2 separate regions of the Mus musculus genome follow, and region 1 is linked to region 2. Evidence: chromatin contacts called from public promoter capture Hi-C data. All regions are on one chromosome and are shown on one strand. Each heading gives the region's core, a stretch centred on a gene start, on an enhancer-like site or on the middle of the called end of the contact. The rest is flanking DNA. Distances are from core to core; before and after follow the strand shown. Region 1 holds the start of Copg2 (coatomer protein complex, subunit gamma 2). Region 2 holds the start of Smkr-ps (smal lysine rich protein 1, pseudogene).

Region 1 (6,562 bases), core at 3,306-5,805, 910 kb before region 2:
GGGATCAGGGAAGAATTAGGGGAGGAAAATCACTTTCAAATATATTTTTTGTATGAAAATGTTTTATTTTTAATTTGGTTTTTAAAGACAGTTTTTTTGTTTTGTTTTTTTCCTGTGTAGCCTTGGTTGTCCTGGAACTCACACTGTAGACCAGGATAGCCACATACTCAGAGATATGCTCCCCAAGTGCTGGGATTAAAGGTGTACACTACGACTGCTTGGCTTGTGTGAAAATGTTTTATTGAAACATTTTTTCAATAAAAAATAAGAAAAAATCCATATAAGATATGGCTTCCAAACACGTCCTATATCATCACTTATATGCTAATAAAAGAAACACAGCTATGCAAAACTAAAGTTTTCCACTGACAATAATCTCAAGAGAGAAGGAAAATGTATTTAAAGATCTGTGATTTTTGTTTTTATGTTTTGTTTTGGTTTTTATATGTAGGAGTGCTCTGTCTGCATGTACATCTGCATGTCAGAAGAGGGCATCAGACCCCATTATAGATGGTTCCCAACCACCATGTGGTTGCTGGGAATTGAACTCAGGACCTCTGGAAAAGCGCTCTTAACCGCTGAATCTCTCCAGCCCTAAGGGTCTGTATTTTTTAAGATATAGAAAAATAAAAGTGTGAGGTAAGGACCAGAGGAACGAATGCTATGAGGATACAAATAAAAAGGAGGTCTTTTTAAAGCTGGGGAGATGACTCAATAACTTGCTCACTGCGCACACTTGAGGACCTACGTTTGATCTCCAGCATCCATGTTAAAAAGCCAGGTGGTGCGGTGCAAACCCTTTCTGCCAGCACCGGGAGAGAGAATGATTCTTGGAGATTCTGGGCCGGACAGTCTCGAAAACCCCAGCGTCAGTGAGAAGCCCTATCTCAAAAAAAAAAAAAAAAAAAAAAAAAAAGCTGGAGAGTATATGAGGAAGACGCCCAAAACATGTATGTGGCCTCTACACTTGCATACACATATGTGCATGTGTGATAGATGCATGCACTCATGGGAACAAATACTTATTTTAGCAAATATTAAAAGGTTTTATTTGAAACTATTCATAGGAGATTTTTATTTCCTACTGAGAAGACAGGATTTTGGAATTGGCTACAAGGTTTGCAGTGTGTTAAGCTCTCAAACCCTACCCTCCATCTTTTTTTTAACCAACAACCCCAACTTTCTAGTTATTGTCCTTTCTTCTTCCTTGGGGTCTCTGAGGCTATAGATGACTTTTAGGTGCCACTCACCTGCAGCCCTAGACCAACCAAGTATATACTTTTTTGGTTAAGGTTTTCTACCGACAATGATTTCAACATCGAAGGGAAGTATTCTGAAATCTATGCTTTAAGGAAACAGAAAAAAATGTATCCTAACCTCATCTTTGCTCCAGCCTCCCAGAGAGAGACAAAGAAACATGGTAAGGTCTCCTGTATCTTTTGTGGTAGGTTCAGGCACTAATTTTCCTAGAAGGAAGTTAAGATGGTGCTAGACTATTTTAATACTCAAATTTCAAGAAGGTTCAAGAAGTATAGGGTTTCCTGCCCTGTATCATCTAACACTTTGATAGTTTTTGCCATAATGATAGATTCTCAAGGCTAAAAGCAAACAAACAAACAAACACCCCTCAAACTAAATTTGCTATAATCTACCGTAATTGCTGACAACATGATTTTGATATTTAGGTACATATAGGTTGAAATGTTTATCTGTGCATAACCTTCATATTTTGTGGGAAATTGCTTTAAAGGGCCAAAGCTTAAGTGTGTACATTGTAAGCTAAATGCAGTGGCTCATGCCTTTAATCCCAGCCCTTGAGAGGCAGAGGCAGGCAGATCTCAGGAGTTTGAGACCATCCTGGTTTACATAGTGTCTTGAAACATCACCACCATAAAAAGTATGTGAGTCTCAGAGGCCCACAAGTCTCTCTGGGATGACGTGAGACGGGGGTAAGGGAGAGCTGGGACCAGGACATGTAGAAGGTCTAGTGTGTGTCTCATTTGATAACACCCATGGGGGCCTCTGCATTAGACTCTTACTAAACACCAAAGGACCAACAGGCTAGACCAAGAAAGGCCTCGTATATTATATAAACATGGGCTTAGATTTTCTACATTATGTAGTTGGCCTCACTGAAGGGTTCCAGGGTGTCAAATGCACAACTGTAGTTTAGACACACACTGATGGGTCTTTACACTGCACAGCCATCGCTTTAGCATAAGGCAGTCATTTCCTAGCGGTATAGGTTATATCTACCCTTCCACTGGCTCCTTTCCTTTTCTCTGTTCCTCCTATTGCTACCCCTTCCATCCTATCCCTACCTATGCTTCTCCTTGATTCCCCATATACAACTAAGACCAATCTAAAGAGAGGGAAAAAAAAAACCAATCAAACCAAAAAAACCCCTAGATCAATGTGGGAAACAGCTGAGGCAGCAGAGCGATCCATCTCGCTTAAAAGAGCTCAGTCTCACCTCAGCCCCAGTTTATTCACTCTTCCACATGTTCCTCTCACATTACCTGTTTTGAGCAATCGCCAGGCTTCATGTCCCTGTCCTTACCTAACTCTTAATGGCTATAGTCCAAGGGAGAAGAGGGCCTCTTCTCCAAAGCTTGTTTCATTTTCAGCCAAAGATTGTAGAAGAGGAAACATCTATTTCTTTCATGAGAAATTTCACATGATGAATATTGGTCGGACTTTATATAAGTCAAATGAGGTAGCTAGAATCATTAGTATAGTATTTACATTTTAAAATTAGGTTTACTCATTTTATTTTATGTATGAGTGGTTTGCTTGTGTGTATATCCGCTTACCACTTACGGCGCCCACAGAGATCAGAGGAGAGGGCATCGGATCACCTGGAACTAGAGTTACTGATGGTTTGTCAGCCACCACGTGAGTGCTGGGAATTGAACTCAGGTCCTCTGCAAGAGCAATAAATTCTCTTAATTACTGGGCCATCTCTCCAGTCCCTAGCATAGTATTTTTAATCGGGATGGAGTAACATTTTAAGTGGCACCATTACTAAGGTTTGGGCACATTATTCAGCGGAATCTATATATGATGGGAATTTTTTCTTTTTCTTTTTGTTTTTTCAAGACAAGGTTTCTCTGTATAGCCCTGGCTGTTCTGGAATTTGCTGTGTAGACCAGGCTGGTCTTGAACTCAGAGATCTGCCTTCTGGGATTAAAAGCGTGTGTGCTATCATGCCCAGTTTGAAATTTTTCTTAAGGGTATGTAGCATAATCTAGGTAGGACCTTTTCTAAGCCCTGTCAGGATGAGATAGATCTTCATGTATAAAGTAATATGTCAGCCTTCAGCTCTAGTGTCATTTATGGCGACTACATATGCCCTCTCCAAATATGAGTGCTTTACTTTTGTACCTAAAATGAACAGACAGTTATGGTGCATTTCCTCAACAATAACAAAGCTGCCAGGGTGTTTTACTAGTGGTGCCATTTCTAAGCTAACATCTCTGTCCCCCAAATGATGCCCTATCATTTGTGTGTGTGTGTGTGTGTGTGTGTGTGTGTGTGAGAGAGAGAGAGAGAGAGAGAGAGAGAGAGGGAGAGAGAGAGAGAGAGAGAGAGAGAGAGATCTGAGTAGAAGTTGTCAAGTTTGGTTAGAAGGTTGCCCAAGAGGCAAACCACGCCCTCAACGGAGGAAGGACTGTCATTAAGATCTTAAAGTAGTCAACGCCCTAAGAACAGGTGAAGCTGGAAAGACCTTCTAGAAATGTGATGTCTTCGATGCCCAAGGCATTAAAAGCGTGTTTTTCATACTCTGAGACGAGGACAAAAAAAAAAAAAAAAAAAGAGAAAACATTTGGAAAAGCACTGAGACACATGAGTATCCCTTAAATTACTTGAGTGTTATGCAGATTGAATCATTTGAAAATGGTGAAAGCCAAGAAAACTACACTGGTTTGGGTGAAGAAGGAATCATAAGAAGTTGGGAATGGCAGTCCCCAAATCTACCCTCTTGGAAAGTTAAATTAAGACCAGCTTTTCGGTCTCCTCAAATGGATCACATCACGCCTTCCTTTTAGTACGCTTCTAGTGCTCTCAGAGTCGCACATTCAACGTGTCCTATGCTTTGTCGTAGTTTCCATGAAGTCAGAGAGTGAAACACCAACTTCGCAAGTATTTTGGGAACCCCTGACATTTTCAAAGCTCCTAGAAGAGAAGCCTACAAGAAGTGTGCCAGGGGAGAGCTTCTTTCGCCATGGAAGGGCCCAGCAGTGGATTGTCAAAGATGCGGCTGTCATTTGGTGAAGACAAAGACTTAAAGCCCCACTCCTCACTCTCCAAGAACTGAGGGGGCCTGGAGAAGTCACTAACCAAATAAAGTTCCCTGTTTGTTGTCTCAGACCTGGCTTGCAGAGTTTGTGAAGCGGGGCGTGGTGAGCCTCCGGGCAGATTCTGGCCACGCCCCCGTGCGGCAGTGGGCGGAGCAGGGGGCGTGCCTGCGTCCCTAGGGGGCAAGGGCGGCCGCGGAGGCCCGAGGGGGGCGGGCCTTGGCCCCGAGTGACGGCCCGCCGGCCCAACCGGTGCGAGAACCCAGGGCCTGCCTTCCTGCAGCGTCTTCCGCTCGCCGGCTGCGGCGCCTGGGACGGTTGCGGTGGGTCTGGGCGCTGGGAAGCCGTCCAAGATGATTAAAAAATTCGACAAGAAGGACGAGGAGTCTGGTACGCGCGGCGCTCCGGACGCCCACTCTCAGGCGCAAGGGTTTCCCCCCTTCCCTCGCCCGCAGCCACCTGCTCTGGGGGGCGGCCGCAGCGGCGGGGTCTGCCCGAAGCCCCTCCCCCGGCGCCGGGGCCTCCCCTCGGGCCGCGCGCTCCTGGCCGGGAGTCGCCTCGAGCGCTCGGCGGCTCCGCCCCGGCGCGTCCCCGCCCCCCGCGCCCGCCCCCCGATCGAGCCCCTCCGAGCCGGCCCTCCGTGGGGCCCTGTCGGGGGGCGAGGAGGTGCGCGCGCAAGTCTCGGTACCCTGGGGTTGCTGGTGGGGTTAGGCCCCAGGGCGAGCACCCCCTGTTTTGGGAGCTGGGGTCGACCGGGCCAGGGTTGCGTGTTTATGGACTCTGAAGGGCCTTGATTCTCCTGTTCCCAGGGGTTAAGACTGCCCGGTGGGACACAGCTCATTGAATGCTCAGGCATCCAGAAGTGACTTGCGTGTTGATACCTGTCTGTGGTGCAGTGCAAGTGGGGAAGATGCCAAGCCTCTTCAAAAAAAAAAAAAAAAATCTTCAGCTCTTCAGTGGTAGCTGCTCTCACAAGTGTGGTGGAAGGTTGGGTTAGTGGACCTTCATGGCCTCATCCTGCATGGCCTTTACATCTGTGACTCTCTGCGAAACTGTTCCTTTCTGCTTCAGTAAATGTGTGAAACACATAAAATAGGGCTTGCTTTTAGGGAAATCCATAGTGTCCTGTCATCTCATTACTCTTGGTGGTGGTGGAAACCGACACATTTGTTAACATCCATGGGATGGGGGAGGGGGAAGCAGGGAATGAAGGCACTCATTTTGGATAGGGTTCCTATATCAGGAGAAGTCCAAGATATCTCAGTATGGCAATGACAGAATTTGAACCAGAATCAAAATTACTTCATCCAACTTCTTTGCATATTAGTAATAGTTGTCCTTGTGACTTCCAAGGGATCATTCTGTTTAGGTGAGATTTCCAAGCATGCAATATCCTCCTTTAGAAAAGTCTTTGTAGTCCAGCTATTGAAGACCTTCTCTTTTTCTTATACTATAGGTAGTGGTTCCAATCCTTTCCAGCATTTGGAGAAGAGTGCTGTCTTGCAGGAGGTATGGCTTGGATGTGTACAGTGCCTTATCAATTCTGTTTGAGAATAATGGGCAAAGAACCTAGGAAGTACAAAAGTCAGGACAGCCAAAAAAACAGTGAAGGACCGTAGACCCACCTGACAGTCTGAATATCGGTCTTCCCCCACATTTGATCAAAACTAGAAATCCCTTTTTTATTTCTATATTAAAAGTGACAACGGAGTGTAGCAGTGCAGAGATTGTGGAGTAGAGGACAAGGGAGAGGCTGGGACTATAGAAACGTACAGACATATAGACTCTGTCGTGTGCTGGGGGATTTTAATGACATGTCAGGAGTGGTAAGTGCAAGGTTATTAGAAGAGCTTACAGATATTAAACTCGAGGCATTCATATGTAGACAGAGACTCTGGTCAAGTCTTTAAAGTTGAAGTTGTCAACCTAAAGGAATAAAATATAGCCAGGAAAGCAGATAATGTCTGGTAATTTATTGTACGTCATACTACCTTGAGAGCATAGACAACCTGCATTACTTGGATATTGTACTAACATATTGTTAATGCTACTAAAGATGATTTGATATCCTCTGTGATAGAACATACACAATATACAGCATACTGTTTTGCATATTTCTGTAGGCACGCATATTCAACGAAACGCCCATCAATCCAAGAAGATGCTTGCATATCTTGACAAAGATTCTTTACTTACTCAACCAGGTAAACTATTCTGATTTCCTTCGATTTGTGTATTAAGATAGAAATATATAACCTACAGTG
Region 2 (6,486 bases), core at 2,202-4,701:
TTGCTGAGCTCGCAGTCAAAATGTAAAATGTCTGCTTACCAATAGGTATTAAGAGATGAATGCTGTCTTAGTCAGGGTTTCTATTCCTGCACAAACATCATGACCAAGAAGCAAGTTGGGGAGGAAAGGATTTATTCGGCTTACACTTCCATGCTGCTGTTCATCACCAAAGGAAGTCAGGACTGGAACTCAAGCAGGTCAGGGAGCAGGAGCTGATGCAGAGGTCATGGAAGGATGTTCTTTACTGGCTTGCCTTATCTGGCTTGCTCAGACTGTTCTCTTATAGAACCCAAGACTACCAGCCCAGAGATGGTCCCACCCACAAGGGGCCTTTCCCCCTTGATCACTAATTGAGAAAATGCCTTACAGTTGGATCTCATGGAGGCATTTCTTCAACTGAAGCTCCTTTCTCTGTGATAACTCCAGCTGTGTCAAGTTGACACAAAACTAGCCAGTACAAATGCTAAGCCAGAGACTGGGAAAAAATACTTCTAAAGCAAACGATAAAGGTCTACATCCCCAGTAAAGAGTGCCTGACACACAACAGTTAAGAGAACCACCCAATAACAATCAGCAAACTATTTACATAAATACTTTCCTGAAAAGGAGACAGGGGAAATGAGCACACGAACGGACTCTCAGCATTGTTAGACATCAGGCATATACAAAACCTACAAGATACACAACACACATCGAGTCTGAGAGCTCGCTAGATGGCCGAGCGTATCAGGTAACGGCGAGCAAACGAAAAACACAGCTGGAGTTATCACAGAGAAAGGAGCTTCATTTGAGGAAATGCCTCTATGAGATCCAACTGTAAGGCATTTTCTCAATTAGTGATCAAGTGGGAAAAGTCCTTTGTGGATGGGACCATCTCTGGGCTGGCAGTCTTGGGTTCTATAAGAGAGCAGGCTGAGCAAGCCAGGGGAAGCAAGCCAGTAAAGAACATCCCTCCATGGCCTCTGCATCAGCTCCTGCTTCCTGACCTGCTTGAGTTCCAGTCCTGACTTCTTTTGGTGATGAACAGCAGTATGGAAGTGTAAGCTGAATAAACCCTTTCCTCCCCAACTTGCTTCTTGGTCATGATGTTTGTGCAGCAATAGAAACCCTGACTAAGACACTACCCACAAGGCCTTTGCCTTGAAATATCATTCTCTGGCCCCTCACCCTAGGGTTTGTTGTTTGTTGTTTTTAACTACTATATATGGTTACTTTTCTTTGGCTGTGATAAAACACTATGACCAAAACCAATTTATGGAGGAGCTCACTTTTGCCCTACAGAGACAGACTTCCTACTGAGGAGGCGTGGCCGGGGCAGGAAGCAGAGAGTGAAGTGGGAGGGGAGTCTGGGAGATCTCAGGGCACTCCCCACACCCCATCAGCGACAGACTTCCTCCAGAGCTGCAACCACCTCCCTAAATAGTGCTCCAACTGGGGACCAAGGGTTCAAATATCTGTGTCTATGGAGGATAGTCTCATTAAAACCATTCCAACTACTTAATAGTGATTAATAATTAATAGTAACTGAGAGGAACCCAGAGGGTTGGTTTGTGAGTTTACCACTGAATTCCTTAGCCTAAACTATTATTTGGCACACCGAATGGATGAACCATTTGCTAAATGAATAATGAATTACAATCAGATGGGTGTGTTGGTTCAAATATGAAATGTCTCTAACAGGTTCACATGTTGATTGTTTATTCCCAAGAGGGCCTTGAGGAGACTTTAGGGGGGTAGAACTAGGTAGCAGAAGTAGGTCTTTAGGGGTGGGTCTCACCTGGCCCTACCCTCTTTGCTTTCTGACCTTCCCTGTTGGACTCTCCGCTGCCCTAAGCTCTGCCTTCTCCACTACGTGAGACGGAAACCTGAGTGTGACCCCGAATAAGCCCTCCTTCTCTTGAACTGTTGTTTCAGGTGTTTGGTCATAGCCACCTGAAGAAATAAATACAGACACTTTGCGGTTGGAGAGGCTATGCAAAGATAAAGGGACCAACCAAGATCAGAGTGGCTGTCCACAAGCAAATGGGGAGTAGGGCAGGGTGGGATGGAAAGGGGGAGGGGCGATCAGGTCTGGAAAGCAAGTGAAGAGCAGCTTTGGCCTTCAGCCTCTGTAAACTAACAAGCTGGACATTTATACAAAGAGCCGGAAGAAGCCGTTAGTTTCGAGGGCTTTGTAAGTTATTCTTCATTTTCCTGGATCCGGAAAAAGAAGAGCAGTAGAGTAGAAGCCGAGAAACAAGTCAGGAGATGGCACCTTTACTTAATACTATACTTAGTTCCAGAAGAAAACATTAGAACCGCAGGCTTACTAAACACATCCCAAACTGCAGGCTAAAGGAAAGCAAGACAGGCAGGACACCTCAAGCGTGGTGCAAAGGGCTGTGGGTACTTACAGGACAGGAGGGACCAGGAGGTATTTCTACTCTAGGAGATAAAAAGACTAGTAGCAGCCATAGGGCAGGTGCAAGGAGAGCAACATCCGTCTAGTTCGGGGAAGACTTTTCCTTAAGCAGAGATGGTAATACCATAATTGTGCAAGAAGTTGAGGCCCCTTTACCCAGTGCATGCTTAGCAGCAAGTTCAACAGTGAAGAGAACAGCGTGTCCCTGAGGGCTGCGGACAGGGGCAACAAAACCACAGCCACTCTAGAAAGAAAAATGAGGCTGGGAAGGACGGCACCGGCAGGAGGAGGGTTAGGGTAGGGTGGGGTTAGATGCAGTGTGGACACCTCTCCCTCCTCCCAAGGCCAACCTTACTTTATTACATGTAAAGAATTCCACCATACATCTCAGGGCAGCCTGAACAGTCCCTTATTGGCGTGTACTTAGTTTGGGGGGATCCAAACCTCGTTGCTGATCTTCCTCTATTTCCCAAACGCCAAAGCATCTTCTAGGAGTGAAAAAAGTTACCCCACAGAACCAAGGGACTAAAACCAGTTTCACAGAAAGGGTACAGCCTGAATCTGCTGCTGCTGTCCATCAGATGCAGGTCATCTTAAGTCCATCTTAAGTCCGTCTCAGAATGAGCCCTCCTACTATACGCTGGGTTGAACTGTACCGGTGGGGACGACAAAAGACCTAGGTCTCAAAGGCTTACTGGGGCTATGGCGAGCGCTTGCGAACCTCCCACTTTAAGATGGGTATTTCCGTGGTCATTTCTATCTCAGCTGAGGTGATTGTGACACCAGTCCCCAGTCTCGAAATTCAGGCCCCACATTTCTTCCCCATACCCCCCACCTCTACTCCCCCACCCCGGCGTCGCAGTCTTCCGGCCCCGATCCTGGTGCTTCCCTAGCCTCCGCGAGCGCTCTCACCGGCGTTGTGCCGCCTGCCCCGGCCGTGGCCGCACCTCCAATTGGGCGCCTTCGCGGTGTGCGGAGGCGCAGATGCTGGTAAGCAAGGCTCGGCTCACTCCACTCGGGGCGGCACCCGGACAGCTCGCTTTCGAGTGCACAAACCCCGCGGAACCTCGAACTGTTTATTTGTTGCTAGGGCACCGGGGCGGGGCATGCCGCACTGGGCGGAGCCCTTGTGAGCTCAGTTTGTGTGTTCCGATTCGGTTTACGCGGAGGTGACGATGATTAAGAACTCAAACTGGGAGCAAAGTTGCAAAGTTTTGTCTCCGGCAGTGCGATTGGGCGGGGCATGAGGGGAAGGGGCGGGCCGCCAAGATCAGCAGTTTTGTCTTTGGGAAGGAAAGGCTAGAGAGAGTGTAAGCTAAATCAGTCTCTTGAAATCTTCAGAAACTCTTTCACTTCTTCTGATAAACAAGAATAAGGTCTCTGAGGGTCGAGGTGAGAATAACAGAAGAAATGTCTGTAAGAGTCTAGTACAGGCCTCAGGAGAGGAAAGTGGGCAGGGTTCGTACATTATGGGTGGGATTAGCTTCTAACCTTGTGAGTCCATCCTTTTCTCCCAGAAAGGGAATGCGTTTGGGGGCATAACTCCAATTGTTTTTTTTTTATTTTTTTTATTTTTTTAGAACTTGCCATTCCATTTTATTCAGTAAGCGGATATTGTATATCTGTCGCGTGCCTGACTCCCGCTTGCCATGGGAATTCAGTGCCCAATATGAGCCAAGGTTCTTGAACTAAAAAGGTTGGAGGAGGAAGATGGGAACACAGCAAAGAGGAAGGGTATGAATTGCAAGCGCTGGCCACAGTTAAAAGTGATAGGTGCAGAGTTGGCTCAGTGGTAAAGAGCACTTGCTTTTGCAGAGGACCCAGGTTGGGCTCTCAGCACCCACAGGGCTGTTCACAACCATCCAGTCCCAGGGATCCAGCGCCCTCTTCTGACCTCCACAGGCACCAGGCAGCTCACTATACAGTGCACTGATACACATGCAGACAAAACACTCACCACACAAAAAAATAAAAACAAATAAACGTTACAAAACAAAACAAACAAAAAAACCCAAACGACCAGGAACAGTCCAAATCATGGGCCGGATATGGTAAACCCAGGGCAGGAGGCAGGTGAACCAAGAAGCAGGTTAAAATCCTGAAAAGACCTTACATGCTATAGTAGGTTTTGCTAGCTTTTCTCCAGCCTGGTTAGTGAAATGACTTTCAAAATCAAGTCTTTATGTCCTTTGGAGTTTTCACTGACAAGACTGTGTTTTGTCTGGCAATTTTATCATGATTTATATATCCCTTGATATGGCAAACTCTGTGTTTTCTCCTTTGTGGACTGGCTTCTAATCCAAGGATTGGGAGTGAGCCCCTTTCCCTGCCTGTATCTCAATGTTTTGTTTTGCTTTGTTTTGTTTGCAGCTTTCCAAGGTTAATCTCTACTGGGATCATTTCAAAATTTGTTCCTTTTTTTTTTTCCTGATCAACAACTTGTGATGGTGGTACCATGGTGAAGTGGGTTCTTGACTACATACAAGGTTTAGAAGACTTCATTGCGTTGGGAGTGACAATGGGGTGTTTTGAATGATAACAGTCCCCACAGGCACATATATATGAATATTTGGTCCCTGGTTGGTGGAACTGTTTGGGAAGAATGAAGAGGTGTGGCCTTGCTGGAGGAGGTGTGTCACTGGAGGAGGGCTTTGGCAGTTTCAAAAGTCTGTGCCAGACCCATCCCTCCCTCCCCTCCCTCCCCTCCCTCAAACTTATGGATAAGATGTAAGCCCTCAGCTCCTGCTCCAGTGTCATGGTTACCTGCCTGCTGCGATGCTCTACATCATAATGGTCATGGGCTCACCCTCTGAATTTGTAAGCAAGCCCCCCAATAAATGCCTGAGCGAGGTGGGGGTGGGGAGAGAAGCGTGGCAGGAGCGAGCAGGGCCAGAGCAGAGCGAGGCCAGAAAGAAAAAGTTTGTAAATGCTTTGTTCTATAAGTTGGTCATGGTGTCTCTTCACAGCCATGGAAGAGTGACTCAGACAGACAGTGGTAGTCTTTATTCTGAGGGAATATACAAATGCTCACTTTATAAGCTGAATAGATCAATACAAAATGGAAATAGGAGAAAGCAAGAGAAGGAACCACTAATATCTCCCAACCCCCATGCCTCCTGACGTTCTCAGGTCTCTACAGCAGCTCGCACTCCCAGGAAGCTCCAAACCGTCAATGTACCTGGCATCACACCCTGCCACCCTTGCCTTTGGCCTAATGTCCCTATGATCACTGCCATGTTCCCACTTGTATGGTCTTTGCCTGGGCTGCTGTAGTCCTGACATCCTGCTGCCCCGACTTCTATATCCCTTCATATTTTAAAGCACAGGCCAAACCATGGGTCACTCACTTTCAAAACTGTTCAGTGACTGATATCTATGACTCAGCTTTTCTATTTTTAAAAAATATTTTATTTATTATATGTAAGTACACTGTAGCTGTCTTCAGACACTCCAGAAGAGGGCATCAGATTTCATTACTGATGGTTGTGAGCCACCATGTGGTTGCTGGGATTTGAACTCAGGACCTTTGGAAGAGCAGTCAGCACTCTTAACTGCTGAGCCATCTCATCAGCCCCTTCTTTTCTTTTTAAAAAAGATTTATTATATGTAAGTACACTGTAGCTGTCTTCAGACACACCAGAAGAGGGCATCAGATCTCATTACAGATGGTTGTGAGCCACCATGTGGTTGTTGGGATTTGAACTCAGGATCTCTGGAAAAGCAATCAGTGCTCTTAACCGCTGAGCCATCTCTCCAGCCCTCAGACAGCTTTTCTAGCTCCCTTCTTAGCACCACAAATGCTTGCCGGTCTCGTTCTTCTCTGGGGGTTGTGATTCTGTCATGCCCTTGGCTGCTGCTTCTGTGTTCTCTGGATCTTGAATGCCCTGTTGATCAGAGGCCCCGTTGAAGGTTAAGGCCAGGCAAACAGGAGCAATACTCTGCCTGTTAGACGAAGCCCAGATCTCTGCAGCAGCCACTTGTATGTAGGCAGGCACAGTATGTACTTACTGTCCCCACGTTCAGTGGGAAGTAGAGTCCCCTTCACCTTACCAAGTGTGAGGGCTACTTCCTGCTCAGAAGTCACC

The links. Capture Hi-C pulls out chosen DNA fragments and counts their contacts.
Region 1: a promoter capture Hi-C map of adipose tissue shows a contact between it and region 2. The contact joins the promoter of Copg2 here to the promoter of Smkr-ps in region 2. A contact is called at or near these places in 1 of 39 promoter capture datasets (hippocampal neurons), 1 of 484 Hi-C or Micro-C datasets (CD4 T cells) and 1 of 9 other capture datasets (adipose tissue).

The regions. Positions count from the first base shown.
Region 1 is chr6:30,894,787-30,901,348 of GRCm38.p6, reverse strand. Copg2 (coatomer protein complex, subunit gamma 2) reads left to right here and starts at 4,555. Exons shown (of 24, transcript NM_017478.3): 1 at 4,555-4,688; 2 at 5,755-5,807; 3 at 6,422-6,502. The coding sequence starts at 4,652. Tsga13 (testis specific gene A13) reads left to right here. Exons shown (of 8, transcript NM_054073.2): 7 at 1,293-1,420; 8 at 4,106-4,368. The coding sequence ends at 4,275.
Region 2 is chr6:29,982,294-29,988,779 of GRCm38.p6, reverse strand. It overlaps Smkr-ps (smal lysine rich protein 1, pseudogene), which reads right to left and starts at 3,451. Exons shown (of 2, transcript NR_040264.1): 1 at 3,314-3,451.